Linked DNA regions of Mus musculus: all the other regions are linked to region 4. A link is a contact called in public HiChIP or PLAC-seq and promoter capture Hi-C data. All regions are on one chromosome and are shown on one strand. Each heading gives the region's core, a stretch centred on a gene start, on an enhancer-like site or on the middle of the called end of the contact. The rest is flanking DNA. Distances are from core to core; before and after follow the strand shown.

Region 1 (3,507 bases), core at 464-2,963, 810 kb before region 4:
GGGGGGGGTACTTTTGGGATAGCATTGGAAATGTAATTGAAGAAAATACGTAATTTAAAATAAAAAAAAAAAAAGAACACATGAAACCGAAATAAAACCTAAATCATTTAGTAAAAAAAAAAAAAAAATACTGATGAAAAAACAAAACTGAACATGAGATTATGCATCCAATAAAGATCAGAGTCCTTGCCAGGTGTGGTGCAAGTCTGGTCTACACAGCAAGACCCAGGACAGCCAGGGCTACCCAAAGAAACCCTGTCTCAAAAAGCCAGAAACACCCAACCTCAAAAATCACATTGCCCAAGCCCTTCTGCACCTTTTTCTACTCCCCGGCAGGTGAGAATGGAGTTCAGGCTCTCCCGTGACTCCACCACGAGACCAAACCTCCTGCCTTACAGTATTTTGCTAGTTTCTTTCTTTCTGATGTTAACTATAAACATCTTTAAAATATTACCAATTTATTATTCACCCTCAAGTTCTTGGTACCTAACAAAGTGCCTAACAATACAGTGTGTGATGTTAAAATGACAAAGGTCTGAATACACATCCGATGTAACTTCAAACTCCCGTTTTCTTTCAGCTACAACCTGCTTTCCCTATGCACTGATGGGTATCAATTGCTAAGGATAAGGTGGCATAATTTACCGTATGACATAAATCACTGTCATAAGGACAGGCACTGTACTTTAGACTAACACAAACCCCCAAGTGAACATTCCAAAGGAGATCTCTTTTCTTAGGATTTGGGGGAAGCAGGCGGATGGCTCTTGATACCAAGCCTGATGACCTGAGTTGGATCCCCAAGACCAGGACCCATATGGTGGGAGGAGAAATGACTTTCGCAAGTGATCCTCTGACCTCCACAAGATGCTCCACAGCACAGACATCCACACAAACATACATGTGCGCGCGCACACTAAGTAAATGTAATAAAACATTTTAAAGTAAGTTATGAGTCGCCCTCGCCCCTCCTATGCATTCCAACTCTGGGTTTTGGGCCTGGCTCAGATGGAAAAAGCAGCCCTGACACCTCTTCATGGGAACTCACATTTCAGAGGGATCTCTCGCTCATGCACAACGGTGAAAGGTAGCTTCTCTTGGTCGTCCAGGGGCACAGAGTCCCGAGTAAACACAACTGTGACTGGCACCATGAGCCGGAGCTGCGCGAGGGATGAGGGGCATCGGGGTCTTTAGCAATGTCTGCACCTTACAGCTGGGCTGCCCCCCGGTCCCCCAGCCCCGGTTCTCCCCACCCAGTCTCACCAGCAGAGCATTCAGCCCACTGATGTCTGAGTAAGGCAATGGGGCCCGGTAAGTCTCCGTCGTCTTCCACCAGAGCGGCAGTCCCAGAAGGATGGCCACCGCGGCGAAGAAAAGCGCGGAACGCTTGCCCCGGACCACCTCTGAGGGCACAGAGGGCCGACTAAGACGCGGGAACTAGGGTGCGATGCCCGCCACACCGGGATCGTGGAGGAGTGCGGGCGGCCGGGAACCCCGAGCAAGCCGCTCCCGCGTGGCGGACCCCCAACCCCAGGCTGGAGGGAGCTGTCAGGCTTCTCGCGCCCCACCCACACATTCTGCCCGCGAGACCTCCCCACTGCGCCCTCCACCTGAAATCCACCGCACCTAGGTCCGTGGCCGCAGCTCCTGCGGCCGCCATGGTCCCTTCCGGCTGCCCAGGTCGCCGATGGGGCGGGGCCTCATGAGCTTTCTCCAATCGGAAACTCCAGAATGAGGGGGCGGGACCACGGTGCGCGACCGCTGCCAATCACGAGCAACACTGCTGACGCACGCCAGTGCGCAGGCGGAGCCCGTGAGAGGGTACGCGCTCGGCTACACTTTCAATCTGACCCTGGCTTTTCATTGAGTGCACCTGGTACTGTTTAGCTCTACAACGCCAGTTTAGAGAAGGCGATAATCTCCATGTAGCCCAGGCTGGCCTCGGACTCTGGGCCCTCTCCAATGCAGGGGATTACATGCACCACCACGTTCAGCGGAAGGGGAATATTTACTTAAATGAAGTCGAGCTTATCAAGAACCTGACTCCCGAAAAGTTTTCTAATGTCATTTCTTTTTTTTTTTTTTCTTCTTTTAAAGATTTATTTATTTATTATATGTGAGTACACTGTAGCTGTCTTCAGACGTACCAGAAGAGGGCATCAGATCTCTGTTACAGGTGGTTGTGAGCCACCATGTGGTTGCTGGGATTTGAACTTCGGACCTTTGGAAGAGCAGTCGGGTGCTCTTACCCCCTGCGCCATCTCACCAGCCCCTAATGTCATTTCTAACATAGGTCTTTTCTTCAGAGCACCAGCTCTTCAAAGCTTAAAGATAAAACTGACAAAACGGTAACTTTTTAGCATGGTTGGCTACTATGTGATTAATTTTATTTTAGTTAATGTTGAGACAGATCTCCCTATACGATCCAGAGGGTTAAAGTGATCCTGTCCCTAATGTCTGATACCTCAGCCTCCCAACTAGCCGAGACTATAGACTAGGATTTAAAAATCGATTCCAATTCGAGCGATTGAGGATGCTTCATTGAAAAATTCCTGAGCACAGCCTCTATATAGTAATGCCTGCTGTTCGAATCCTAAATAGCCTCTCAGCCTCTCTTTGAAGCCTGTTTCCTCCTATGAAAAGTACAATGGTACCTACTTTACAGAGCTGTGTTAATGCATATAATAATGGTTAGAAGAACAGTGCCTGGCAGAAGCATATGGAAATTGCTGAGTTAGCTGCTTTGATTATAAGGTCAGGCCACACAGAGCAGAACATCAATGACTTTTCCAGTGCACATCTGTCTAGTGTCACCCTACCTCACACTCTAGCCCAGGGGTAATCATTCACCACAAAGCCCTATCAGTTCTAACAAGTCCAGAACCCTCCGATGAATCCCTTCTCTACATGGAAGTGGGTCATAGCCCTTGGCAAGCTTCTAGACACTCAGCTCTGTAGCCCCGAGGCTTGGAAGGTTTCCTTATTGGAAAAGACCTAAGTGCACATTCTTCAGAGATGGAGGAGAACTGGCCCACTCTGATCCCTGCTTGTCCCCTTTGAGCCTTGCACAAAATGGAGTTTCTCATCCTGCTGGATCCTTTAATGTGTCAGTCCCTGGAAGACCTGTACCCTCCTCTCCACCCCCAGGCCCTCTAACAACAACTCCAGCTTTGGAAATCAGCAGGTAGGAGCCTGAGCTAGGGATGGTGAGCCAGGTGAACCCTTCCTCCACAAAACTTGAAGCTCAGGAAAACTCAGATCTCACCTCACCACCACCACCACAATCAGAGGGGCTCTGAGATAGGATCAGCAAGAGGTCGCACACATGGAGGTAGACTTTGGTATGTGCAACAGACAGACAGACAGAGCGGTGTGCTGTGTTTTGCTCTCATTTATTTGCTATGTACTCAGAGCATAAGGAGCACGAGTCAGGGCTGGAGTTCACGTCCCCCTGATCCCAAGAGAGAAAATTAGCAAGCAGAGCCCAAGGACAAACTATACCATCAA
Region 2 (3,393 bases), core at 424-2,923, 750 kb before region 4:
TCCTCATGATGATGTTAGCTGAATTTGCTTAGCAGTTCTCTTTTTATGAACAAGTTGCCACCCTATTTCCTCTCTTAAATTAGAACAGTGAGTTTGCTGTTTCCTGTAATCTTTCTCTGTTTACTTCCATATCTTTCTTCCATACCCTGGATACTCTGTGTCATTAGTTTGGTACTAGATACTAAAGAGGACCCAGCAGATACCAGGCTCTACCACTGAACCACTATTCCAGCTCATTTTAATTTTGAGAGAAGCACTCACTAAGTTGCCTAGGCAGAGCTTGAATTTATAATTCTCTTGCTTCGGCCTCTTGAGAAACAAGAATTACAGGTTTATACCACCAGATCTAGTCCCATAAACACTTGAAACAACTGGCATCTATTGCAGAGTCCTCCAAGTAGCTCCTAAGATCCTCTTGACAATAATAATAATAACAACAACAAAAACAACAACAACAAGGGTGGAGTTAACTAGGAAAACTACCCATGGAGGAAGCTAAAGTTTGAAACCCCCTCCAAACCAACACACACACCACACACTCCCGCCCTTCTCCTCTCTCTCTCTCTCTCTCTTTCTCTCTGCAATTCCCGGAACTCACCACCGTCTGCTGGTGCTGCTGAAACTTAAGACTGACATTCTGGATCCAAAAAAATCGGAAGGAGCCAATCTTTAGCTCTGCCTGCAACTTGCGCTGACACCACCTGGTGGCCAACCGGACCACAAGCCACCTGCAGAAAAAAAACAGTTGGATTATAAGACCCTCTACCCTTTTTGATTCTAGAAAGGCCTTGCAAGGGGTGGTATCCTGAAGCCGGATTTTTCTTAGGAACTTTACGATTTTCCTAAAATATTTCTCTAGTCATACTCATTTAGGCACAACAACCAGAACTACGGGCCCCTAAATTCAAACAAAACTAGGCAAACGAAACTCACCCTCTAAAAGAGGTCAAAAAAAAAAAAAAAAAAAAAAAAAAAGAAAGAAAGAAAGAATAAACAAAGAAACCCTCAAATCTTTAGGAACCCAAAGTAAAAAGAGGTCCTCAAAAGGCAAAGTGAAGGCAGTCGTGTTAAATACGTCATCGCACACTCCTTAGAGGGTCCCTGTCTGCGTCCCCACCCTGCAGCCGTTTCCGAGAAGGCAGAGGTCACTCTCGGAACTGCTCAAACACCGCTCTGCTCTAGCCAGCCAGTCCTCCCGACCTCTCTGCAGGGCGCGGCTGCAGGTGCCCTTCGCAATCTGGGAAGAGGACACGGAGGCGAACGGGGCAGGAAAGGGAGACCACCGAGGGAGGCCCCCTCCCTCACACGCAAACATTCGGTTCCCGGACTGGACATTGCTTCGGGTCCAGCCAGATGCTTCAGCGCCCCTGCCCCCACCTCGCTTCCCCTCGCCTCGGCTGAGCGCCCCCTCCTGCTCGCGCCCCCTCCGCCTAAGGCGCCCGACCAACCCGCGCCTCCTCCAGCCGGTCTTCCTCGACCCCCCCGACCCTGTGGCTAGAATCCCCTCACCGGCCTAGGAAGAGTGCGCTAAGCGCAACCAGCAGCAAGACCAACAGCGCGGAGAGAAATAGAGGCATTTAGGTCCGGGTCCGGCCCGGCCTGGCCCCGACCCCCGCCATGCCGGGCCCTGACGCCGGAACCGCACAGCGCCGCGGCGGGCTTCGGCCGCGCACGCACACGCACGGCGAGGAAGCGTTAGTGCGCGCGCGCGTGTCCCCGCCCCGGCGGCTCGTGGACCAGCCGGCTGGCTCCCTCCACGACCCGCCCCGACCCGCCCCGACCCGCCCCAACCCGCGCGCGCGTGCGCGAGCCCTGAGGGCCGACCAGCGGCTTGCGCGGAGTGGAGGCGTGGCTCTGGAGAGGGAGGGCGGGGCGGACCGCGAACGCGCGGTCCTGCGCGCTACACCTAGAGCGCAGCCTGCGCGGCACGCCGCGGAGCTCCGGGTTCGCGCTGAGGGCGGGGGATCGGAGTCCGCACGAGCTCGCCGGGCGGTGACCAGGATGGGTCGTTTCTACCACTTTGAGGTTCCACTTCCAAAACGCATTCCCTAGGCCATTAAGAGCCGGCCTGGCTGGTGCCGGGCGTGGTGGTGCAGGCCTTTAATCCCAGCACTCAGGAGGCAGAGGCAGGCGGATTTCTGAGTTTGAGGCCAGCCTGGTCTACAAAGTGAGTTCCAGGACAGCTAGGGCTATAAAGAGAAACCCTGTCTCAAAAAAACAAAACAACAACAACAAAAGTTATGTGTCTGTAGGTCATAAGTGATCCTGTCTGAAAAGATTACAGAGAAAATTAAGAGGTAATTCAAAGACCTCAGCTATCTATCATCTCACCCCACAAGGAAACCAACTTTGTTTACTGTCTGAATACTGTTCCAGATAGTATCTTCTTATCTTTTTTTTTTTTTTTTTTTTTTTTTTGAGACAGGGTTTCTCTGTGTAGCCCTCTGTAGACCAGGCTGGCCTCGAACTCAGAAATCTGCCTGCCTCTGCCTCCCAAGTGCTAGGATTAAAGGCATGTGTCACCATGCCTGGGCCAGATAGTATCTTCTAACATCCTTCATGGGGAGAGCCATTCTGTATTTTTAGGTTTGTGCGATTGTGTATAGCACCACCCAGAACAGGGTGAAATATAGAAATAGTGAATATTGTTTTACCCTTTACAGATTATCTGGGAAGCAATTTTAATTACATGAAATACAGAGTTCAAGGTCAAATCAAGCCAGAGTGAATTTTGCATTCTTCATTGTTAAATGAAGGAAGTAGATAAGGTCTGTTATGCTTATTCTCATGAGTCAGTGTCTGACTAATGACTTACTAACACAGTACCAGATAAACACAGTACCAGATAAAGAAATCCAGATGGTTCCAAGGTATTATGAAGTATTTTGTGTTCTTGGTTCTCAGATCCTAATCTGCATATAATTCTTCCAGATTTTTTTGATTGGCCTCTTCAAATAACAACTTCAAGGCCTGTGAGATGGATCTATAGGTAAAGGCACTTGCTGGCCCGAGGAATTGATTTCCATCCTCAAAATCCACAAACTATCCTCTAAACTACACACACCGGTTCATCTTCAAAATCTGTAGCTTTTTGTTCAAGTGTGGTTTCTCAGTGTTCAGGTAGGATCTAAGAACTCAATTCAAGTCAATGAGGCATCACAACACATTTCCATACTGGAATTCATCTTTTGGGGGTCTCTCTGCATGCAGCAGGGGTGGCAGAGTAACAATGTAACTAAGGCGAGACCAGAATCAGGCTCACCAGGACTCAAGAACTGGTATTGGGGGGGCTGGTGAGATGGCTCAGTGGGTAAGAGCACCCCACTGTTCTTCCAAAGGTCCGGAGTTCAAATCCCATGGTGGCTCACAACCATCCATAATGAGATCTGACTC
Region 3 (3,207 bases), core at 541-3,040, 570 kb before region 4:
TCACTACGTAACCCTGATGGCCTGGCAATTGATATGTAGCTCTGGCTGTCCTCAAACTTGCAGAAATCTTTGCTTTGGTATCCAGATTTCTGGTATAGCCAGAAAATACTACCACACCCACTCACTCACCAAGCCTGAACAGCAACTGTTCTCACCAGTTTACCCATGTCCCCCGCCATTTTAAATTTTTGTTTTATTTATTCACAAACATGGTCTTCCCATGTATCTCTGACTTGCCTAGAATTGACTAGGTAGACCAAGCTGACTTCTAACTTGCAGAGATCATCCTTCTTCTGCCCACTAAGTGCTGGGATTAAGACAACATCTAATCTTCCAGGTTTCTCAACCTACCCTTACCCGTTTTTTTTTTTTTTTTTTAAATAAATCTTTTTTTTTTTTTAAAGATTTATTTATTTATTATATGTAAGTACATTGTAGCTGTCTTCAGACACTCCAGAAGAGGGTACCAGATCTCGTTACGGATGGTTGTGAGCCACCATGTGGTTGCTGGGATTTGAACTCTGGACCTTCGGAAGAGCAGTCGGGTGCTCTTACCCACTGAGCCATCTCACCAGCCCCCCTTACCCGTTTTTTAAGACAAGTATTCATCCCAGGCTGGCCCTCAATATCCTCATCCTTTGGCCTCCACCTCCTAAATGTTGGGGTTACAGGAACGCTCCATCACATACAGCTACCTGCTTTTTTTTTTCTTCTGCTCATTTTCCTTCAGTAAGATTTAATCTCAGAGCCTCGAGATTTAATCTCGAAAAAAAAAAAAAGCTTTAATCTCAGAGAATAGATAGGAGTTGATATTTAGAGAGGTAAATACAGTCTGCTACTCAACAGGAATGTTTACCACAGAACCACCCTTTAACTGAGGTCTAGACACCAAAAAGGTGCAGACTTCACAAAGCAACCTGTGCTGACTAGTTTTATGATAACTTGACACAAGCTGGTGTCATCTCAGAGGACGGAACCTCGATTGAGAAATTGCCTCCATAAGATTGGGCTGTAGGCATTTTCTTAATTAACTGTTGATATGGGAGGCATTGTGAGTGGTGCCACACCTGGGCTGGTGTTCCTAAATGCTATAAGAAAGCAGGCTGAACAAACCATGAGGAGTAAGCCAGTAAGCAGCATCCCCCTCCACGGTCTCTGCATCTACTCCTGTCTCCAGGTTTCTGCTTGGTTTGAGCTCCTTCCTTGTCTCCCCTCAGTGGATTGTGAGTCTAGACATATAAGCCAAATAAAACCCATTCTTCCCCAAGTAGCTTTTGGTTATGGTGTTTCATCACAGCTATAGTAACCCTAAGACTGCCACGCCCAGCTAAAACACAGCAAAAGAGGAAATAAGAAAGGATCCTGCAGGGTTGAGGCTAGAAAGCACTTAAAAAAGAAAAAGAAAAAAATCTAGTGAAATGAAGCTTAGAGCCCGTTCCCATGCCCACGCCCACTCCTAGCAATAAGAGAGTTTCTCCTCTTAAGCCGCTAAGAGGAGCTTCTGCGGTATGGTGTCCCGAGGAATGTCATTAGGAAGACATGGTTTAAAAGCTCTTTACACAACTTTGGCAGGAGGAGAAATGATGTGTTTGGGAGTCCAAGACGACTGTTATACTCAGGCAGGAAACACAGCACAATTTTGCCTTTCCTTAGCCTTTGGATACCGTCTTTCCCTCCGCCTCCTAGGGTATCCCTTGTTGTAGAATGGAGATTCTGTTTGGGCCGATCTAGCTTTCTTCCACTCGTTGGTCCGTGGGCTTCTCGGTCCAATCGCGTCGCGCTTCTGATCGGTACCAGGGTGCATTGCGGCAAAATGGCTGCCCCCAGGCGGTACTGCGCTGGGCTCGTTCGGGCCTTGTTAGGGGCCCGACAGGTGGGTTCGCATGCAGGGAGGGAATGGCTTGCTCCGCCCGGCTGTCTTCTAGGTAACCAGGCGAGGTGCGTGTCCTGTGTCGTGGGCTCCACTTTCTCTGGTCCCCTCCTGGCCTCGGCCTCTAGTCGTTATGGTCAGGACTCCGCCTTGGACCGTATCCTTGGATTTTCTCAGCCTGACAGTTCGTTGGTTCCGAGCGTCCCCGCGGTGTCGGTGCACAGAGGTAAAGGGTCCAGCTATGTTAGTTACAGGTGTTTGGTTCTATGACATGTTTTGATGTGTAGCCCAAACCAGCTTGGAATTCGGATCTTCCCGCTGCAGCCTCTTAAGTGTTGGGATTACAGGTGTTGGCCATGACCGGCCTCTGATGGTTTTAGCAGTGGAAATCATGTATCGTAAGTAAAATCCCTCTGCCTCTAGAAATAGCAGTTTAACTTCTCATTTAATAAAAAATAAACCTGAGCCCAAGGAGAGGCGAGTGGAGAAGGCTGTCAAAGAGTTTGAAAGTGAGGGTCTGTGAAACAGACGAAGGCTCTTGTTGCTTGACAACCTGAGTTCAGTCCTTGGAACTCATATGGTGGAAACTGAGACCCAGACAGTTTTGCCCTAACTACCATAAGCTCCCACTGACACACAAATAAATAAATATAGCAACATAAAGAGTTTTAGGAATGTGAAGAACCTAGACCCTCTGTTGGTTACAGTCAGTCATTAGTCAAGGCAAAGTTGTCTCCCTCAGTCCTCAATGCCCAGCCTGTGTTTTTTTTTTCTCCCATACAGTTGTCATTTTGAAAAAGAAGTTATTCATAAATAGTTAATGTGATTCCATATTACATATGAAAAAAAAAAAAAACAAGAGACTTAGAGAGTTTAGGTAACCTAATGATCAAGTAAGCTCAAATGCCAAACTATTCTCAAAGTTAAGAATGGGTTGGCTTCTGCCAAGCCATTACCAGGTCCTCAAGTCCTCATCAAGCAGTATAGACCCAATACGTGGATCTTGAGCCCTATCTACTTGGTTTAATCCTAAATTAAGTCAGGCCTTATGGTGCATGCCTGTAGTCCCTACACTGAGGAGGTGGAGGTGGAAGATCTGGAGAAAAATTTCAGCTCTGACTGTGGTACCCTATGCTGCTATGAAGGTACTGCAAAATGTTTCAATCTCTCCTTATGATACTGCATTGCAAGTAACAGTGCCTAGTCTCCTACCAGACTGTAGTCCATGCTTCTTTCAGGGTGACATTGAGACAGAGTTTCACTCTAGACCAGGATAACCTGGAGCTCACTATCCCCAGCCTCCTGCATGTGGGGATTTCAGGTTCGAGCCACCACAT
Region 4 (3,368 bases), core at 110-2,609:
CACCTAGAAATATGTAAAACATCTGTCAGATTGAAGGATTTAAAAAAACCAAAGACTGTACATCTCTCATTCCTGCCACCTCCTGGCTCAGAGCCTGAAGGTAAATATTCTGGACAGATAATCGGCCGCAATTGCTTCCAGAGCCCTGTTTGTTGACCTATCTAGCTATGGACTAAGTGGTAAATGCCAGGTGCAGGCCTCTGCTGACCACCGGTTGCTAGGACACCTGCGACTGAGATGAACTGATGGGGCCCTAACGGAGGCCCTGGGGCTAATATGGCTTTGAAACCCACTTTCCTGGCTCTATGTCAATTATAGGGTTTGAACAGCTTTGGAAACCTCGTGAGAACTTTGCCCCAACCTACCCACAAAGCTCTGTTCCCATACCAGGCAGAGCTGTAGACTTCTGTTCCCGTTACCCACCTGCTGAGAGAGATTTTCTGGTGCAGCAAGAACCCACGTTCATAGGGCCAAGGCAAGCCAGCCTCGAACCACTCGCGACAGCGTAGCACTGGCGAGATGCAGGCGGCGCCAGTCACATAGCTGGAGGAGCCACACTCCCCCAAGTAGGACAGCAGCAGCGCGGACCCTGAACCCTCGCTCACCGCGAACAGGGGGGCCGCCGGGTGTCGGAAGCGAATGTAAGTCACCGCCTCCTTGAGGTCGGACGGGTCCCCGAAAGGCTGTAGTCTGGGGCTGACTAGCGGGCAACCGTGGTGGCCGCGGCGATGGAAGATGACCGGGTAGTAGCCGCGCTCCAGGGCGAGCAGGCAGAGCCCCAGTACATTGCGAGTGAGGCGTCCCCATGCATTGGGGATTACCAACAGCACTGGAGGGAGGCTCCCAGGGTTGGTGACCCGGCGGCCCCTGGCACAAGGTCCTATGACCCAATCCAGAGCCACCAGCCCATCATCTGCCAGCTGCAGGTACTCACGGGCTAGCTCAGGCCCGGGCCCGACTGGCAGGATGAAGTGGCAGAAGGTTTGCAGGTGGGGTCCCGACAGCCAGGAGCGGGGGCTGGGTTCCAGCGCCGCCGAGCGTCGCAGAGCGCGCAGCAGGCACTGGGCCAGCGCCGACGGCTTGCAAATGAGGCTGCAGCCTCCGGGGAGCGCTTCGCGCCGGTCGCTGAACTGATCCGCGGGGCCTCCGCTCGCCACCTCCTGCTCCTCGTGGTCCCGGACTGAGGTTCGCGCTCCGACAGCGCGCTTCCAGGGTCGCAGGAGGAGCAAGGCGAGCGCCGCCAGTAGCAGCGCTAGAGCGGCCGCCCACGGAGGCATGGCCTGGCAGGACAGTCCCCGGAGGGAGGCACTGGGCTGCGGGGAGCGGAGCTGTCCTCTCGTCGGGCTCCTCGTTCTGTCCGCGCGGCTCCGCCCGGCCGCCCGTGGCTGTCAAGAGTCCTCCCAAGCAGGAGGGCGCGCGCGCTCCGGATTGGTCGTGGTCAGGAGGAGACAGCCAGTTCGGGTCGAGCTCCCCTCGCCCGCCCCCCCACTCCCGCCCCCAGCCCTTTGTACAGCGATTGCGACAAGCTGGAGCAGAGGGTGAAAGAGAGCCGGGCCACAAAGCGGGAGCGAGGACCTGAGGGCCAACCAGAGAGAGCGGAACAAGGAGTGCTAGGAAAGGATTGGGGAGGGGGTGAGGCTGGAGGCCTGGGTGAACGGGAGGTGCCTGCTTCTACCCTTGCCCTCAATGAAGTCTGGCTCCAGGGGAGACCCTGGGTCACTGCACCCTCAGGATCCGCTATTGAGGAGTAGCAAAAAAGCAAGAAGGGAGCAAAGCGCTGATCCCTCGCTGGCTTCACTTTCCCCACTCGCTGCTGCCTTTGCAGCTAGAGACGTGTTATCTCTCTCTCCTTCGCCTGGCCCTGCCGCCCAGCCAGGACCAGCAACTGGGCGATAACTCAGTAGGGCTGGGACTCTGCACCTGGCCAGAGGCAGACTGAAGCATCTGACCCTGACCACGAGTTTGAGGGAGGTGGCTGTCGTTTCTCTGGAGGGCATCCGGGCACTAGCCGGTAGACACTTGTGGCCTTCCCAGCCCACCCCCAAGGACGCTTTCCAAGAGTTAGGCGTCTCCACTACTTATCAAGAAGGACTGTAGGAAAGGAAAGAGGCTCGAGTCTGGCCGAATATGTTGAGGGAGAGGATTAAGGGATGCTTAGCCCCGCGGTGGGGCTTTGGTAGAGAGAAGTGTGGTTCTTTAGGTCAGATCAACATCTGGTCATTTCTGCAGGGGTGGGTGAAATAAGTCCGGGCACATGGGAGAGGCCTGAAATAACTATTTTTTGATGTATTTCAAACCTAAAAAGATTTGTTTAGGGGTGTGTGTATGTGTGTGTGTCTAGGTCAGAGGACAATCTGTGGGAATCAGGTCCCTCCTTCAATCACTTAGGTCCACAGATTAAACTCTGGTCGTCAGGCTGGCGGCCAGCACCGTTTCCCACTGAGCCATCTCGCAGGCCTGTTTCAAACTTTTGATTGGGCGTCAATCCTTAGCTGGATTTCCTTTGCAGCGCTCCCTTGCAAGGGAGGCCGAGCTGAGCACTGTAGCTCCTCGGACCAGTGTTTCCTTGGGCAAAGGAGAGCGGGAATCAAGAAAGCTCTGGCTTCTTAAGGCTTCTGGGCCTAAGACCCTCCCAAAACAGCTCGGGGCTCAGTTCTTATTATTAGCGAGAGCAGGACTGGAGCAACGTGAAGGTGAAGCGCTAGAGCCGGGACCTTCTCTCTGGGACAGCTAGGATTTCATAATTCCGTGTTGAGCGGGTTTGCCAAAAGAGCACACAAGTCTCCACCTGGGTCACCCGGTCCTTAAGGATCTCACTTCCTGCCCTTTGCGGGGTTCCAAGATTCTACTCAGGCGATACAGTTGCGCTCTGATGGTCGCACAAACGCTCCGGGACGCATCTCGGCCGAGGGAGGTGGTTCCATGGGCTTGGAGACCAGGAGATCCTTGGCGACTAACTTTTCCGGCTTTGGGTTCAGGACGCGTGCGCCGGCCTGGAGGCGGGCAGGGGCGGGCCTGGCGGTAGGCGGGGCGGGGCGGGGGCGGGCCTGGCGGTAGGCGAGGCGGGGCGGGGCGGGGGCGGGCCTGGCGGTAGGGGGGGCGGGGCACGAGGCCGGGCGAGGAGGGAGCAAGGCAGTGCGCGAGCCGCGGTCTACGTGGGCGCGCGAGCGGCGCGGGGTCGCGGGCGCGCGCGAGCGAGTGGCGCTGCAGCTAGTTGGTTGGCGGGACTGCTGGCCCAGCTGAAATGGTTCATCCTCCTCCACCTCCGCCCCGGTTGCTTCTGGTAGCCCTGGTGGGGCTCCTGAGCCTTCGCGAGGTAAGGCGACCGGCTCCGGGTAAGGTCTTGGCCGGGGGAATCTCAAAGCGCT

The links. Promoter capture Hi-C pulls out the DNA fragments that hold promoters and counts their contacts. HiChIP or PLAC-seq counts read pairs in DNA pulled down with a chosen protein or histone mark. Capture Hi-C pulls out chosen DNA fragments and counts their contacts.
Region 1: a contact with region 4 is called in an H3K27ac HiChIP or PLAC-seq map of microglia, with 5 times the contacts expected there. The contact joins the promoter of Pigs here to the promoter of Abhd15 in region 4. A contact is called at or near these places in 3 of 39 promoter capture datasets (cranial neural crest, liver and pre-B cells), 2 of 115 datasets of contacts at active chromatin or transcription factors (microglia and pancreatic cancer cells) and 2 of 9 other capture datasets (adipose tissue and liver).
Region 2: a promoter capture Hi-C map of embryonic stem cells shows a contact between it and region 4, with 2.9 times the contacts expected there. The contact joins the promoter of 2610507B11Rik here to the promoter of Abhd15 in region 4. A contact is called at or near these places in 3 of 39 promoter capture datasets (cranial neural crest, embryonic stem cells and pre-B cells), 2 of 484 Hi-C or Micro-C datasets (both in embryonic stem cells), 1 of 115 datasets of contacts at active chromatin or transcription factors (microglia) and 1 of 9 other capture datasets (adipose tissue).
Region 3: a contact with region 4 is called in a promoter capture Hi-C map of pancreatic islet. The contact joins the promoter of Eral1 here to the promoter of Abhd15 in region 4. A contact is called at or near these places in 3 of 9 other capture datasets (adipose tissue, embryonic stem cells and pancreatic islet).

What each region holds. Positions count from the first base shown.
Region 1 is chr11:78,326,628-78,330,134 of GRCm38.p6, reverse strand. Pigs (phosphatidylinositol glycan anchor biosynthesis, class S) reads right to left here and starts at 1,713. Exons shown (of 12, transcript NM_201406.1): 1 at 1,627-1,713; 2 at 1,264-1,403; 3 at 1,049-1,160. The coding sequence starts at 1,660. It overlaps Aldoc (aldolase C, fructose-bisphosphate), which reads right to left. Exons shown (of 9, transcript NM_001303423.1): 9 at 2,354-3,507.
Region 2 is chr11:78,260,034-78,263,426 of GRCm38.p6, reverse strand. 2610507B11Rik (RIKEN cDNA 2610507B11 gene) reads right to left here and starts at 1,673. Exons shown (of 39, transcript NM_001002004.2): 1 at 1,510-1,673; 2 at 599-728. The coding sequence starts at 1,577.
Region 3 is chr11:78,078,966-78,082,172 of GRCm38.p6, reverse strand. Eral1 (Era (G-protein)-like 1 (E. coli)) reads left to right here and starts at 1,790. Exons shown (of 10, transcript NM_022313.2): 1 at 1,790-2,096. The coding sequence starts at 1,814.
Region 4 is chr11:77,513,108-77,516,475 of GRCm38.p6, reverse strand. It overlaps Abhd15 (abhydrolase domain containing 15), which reads right to left and starts at 1,359. Exons shown (of 2, transcript NM_026185.4): 1 at 424-1,359. The coding sequence starts at 1,277. It overlaps Trp53i13 (transformation related protein 53 inducible protein 13), which reads left to right and starts at 3,203. Exons shown (of 7, transcript NM_001024920.1): 1 at 3,203-3,316. The coding sequence starts at 3,245.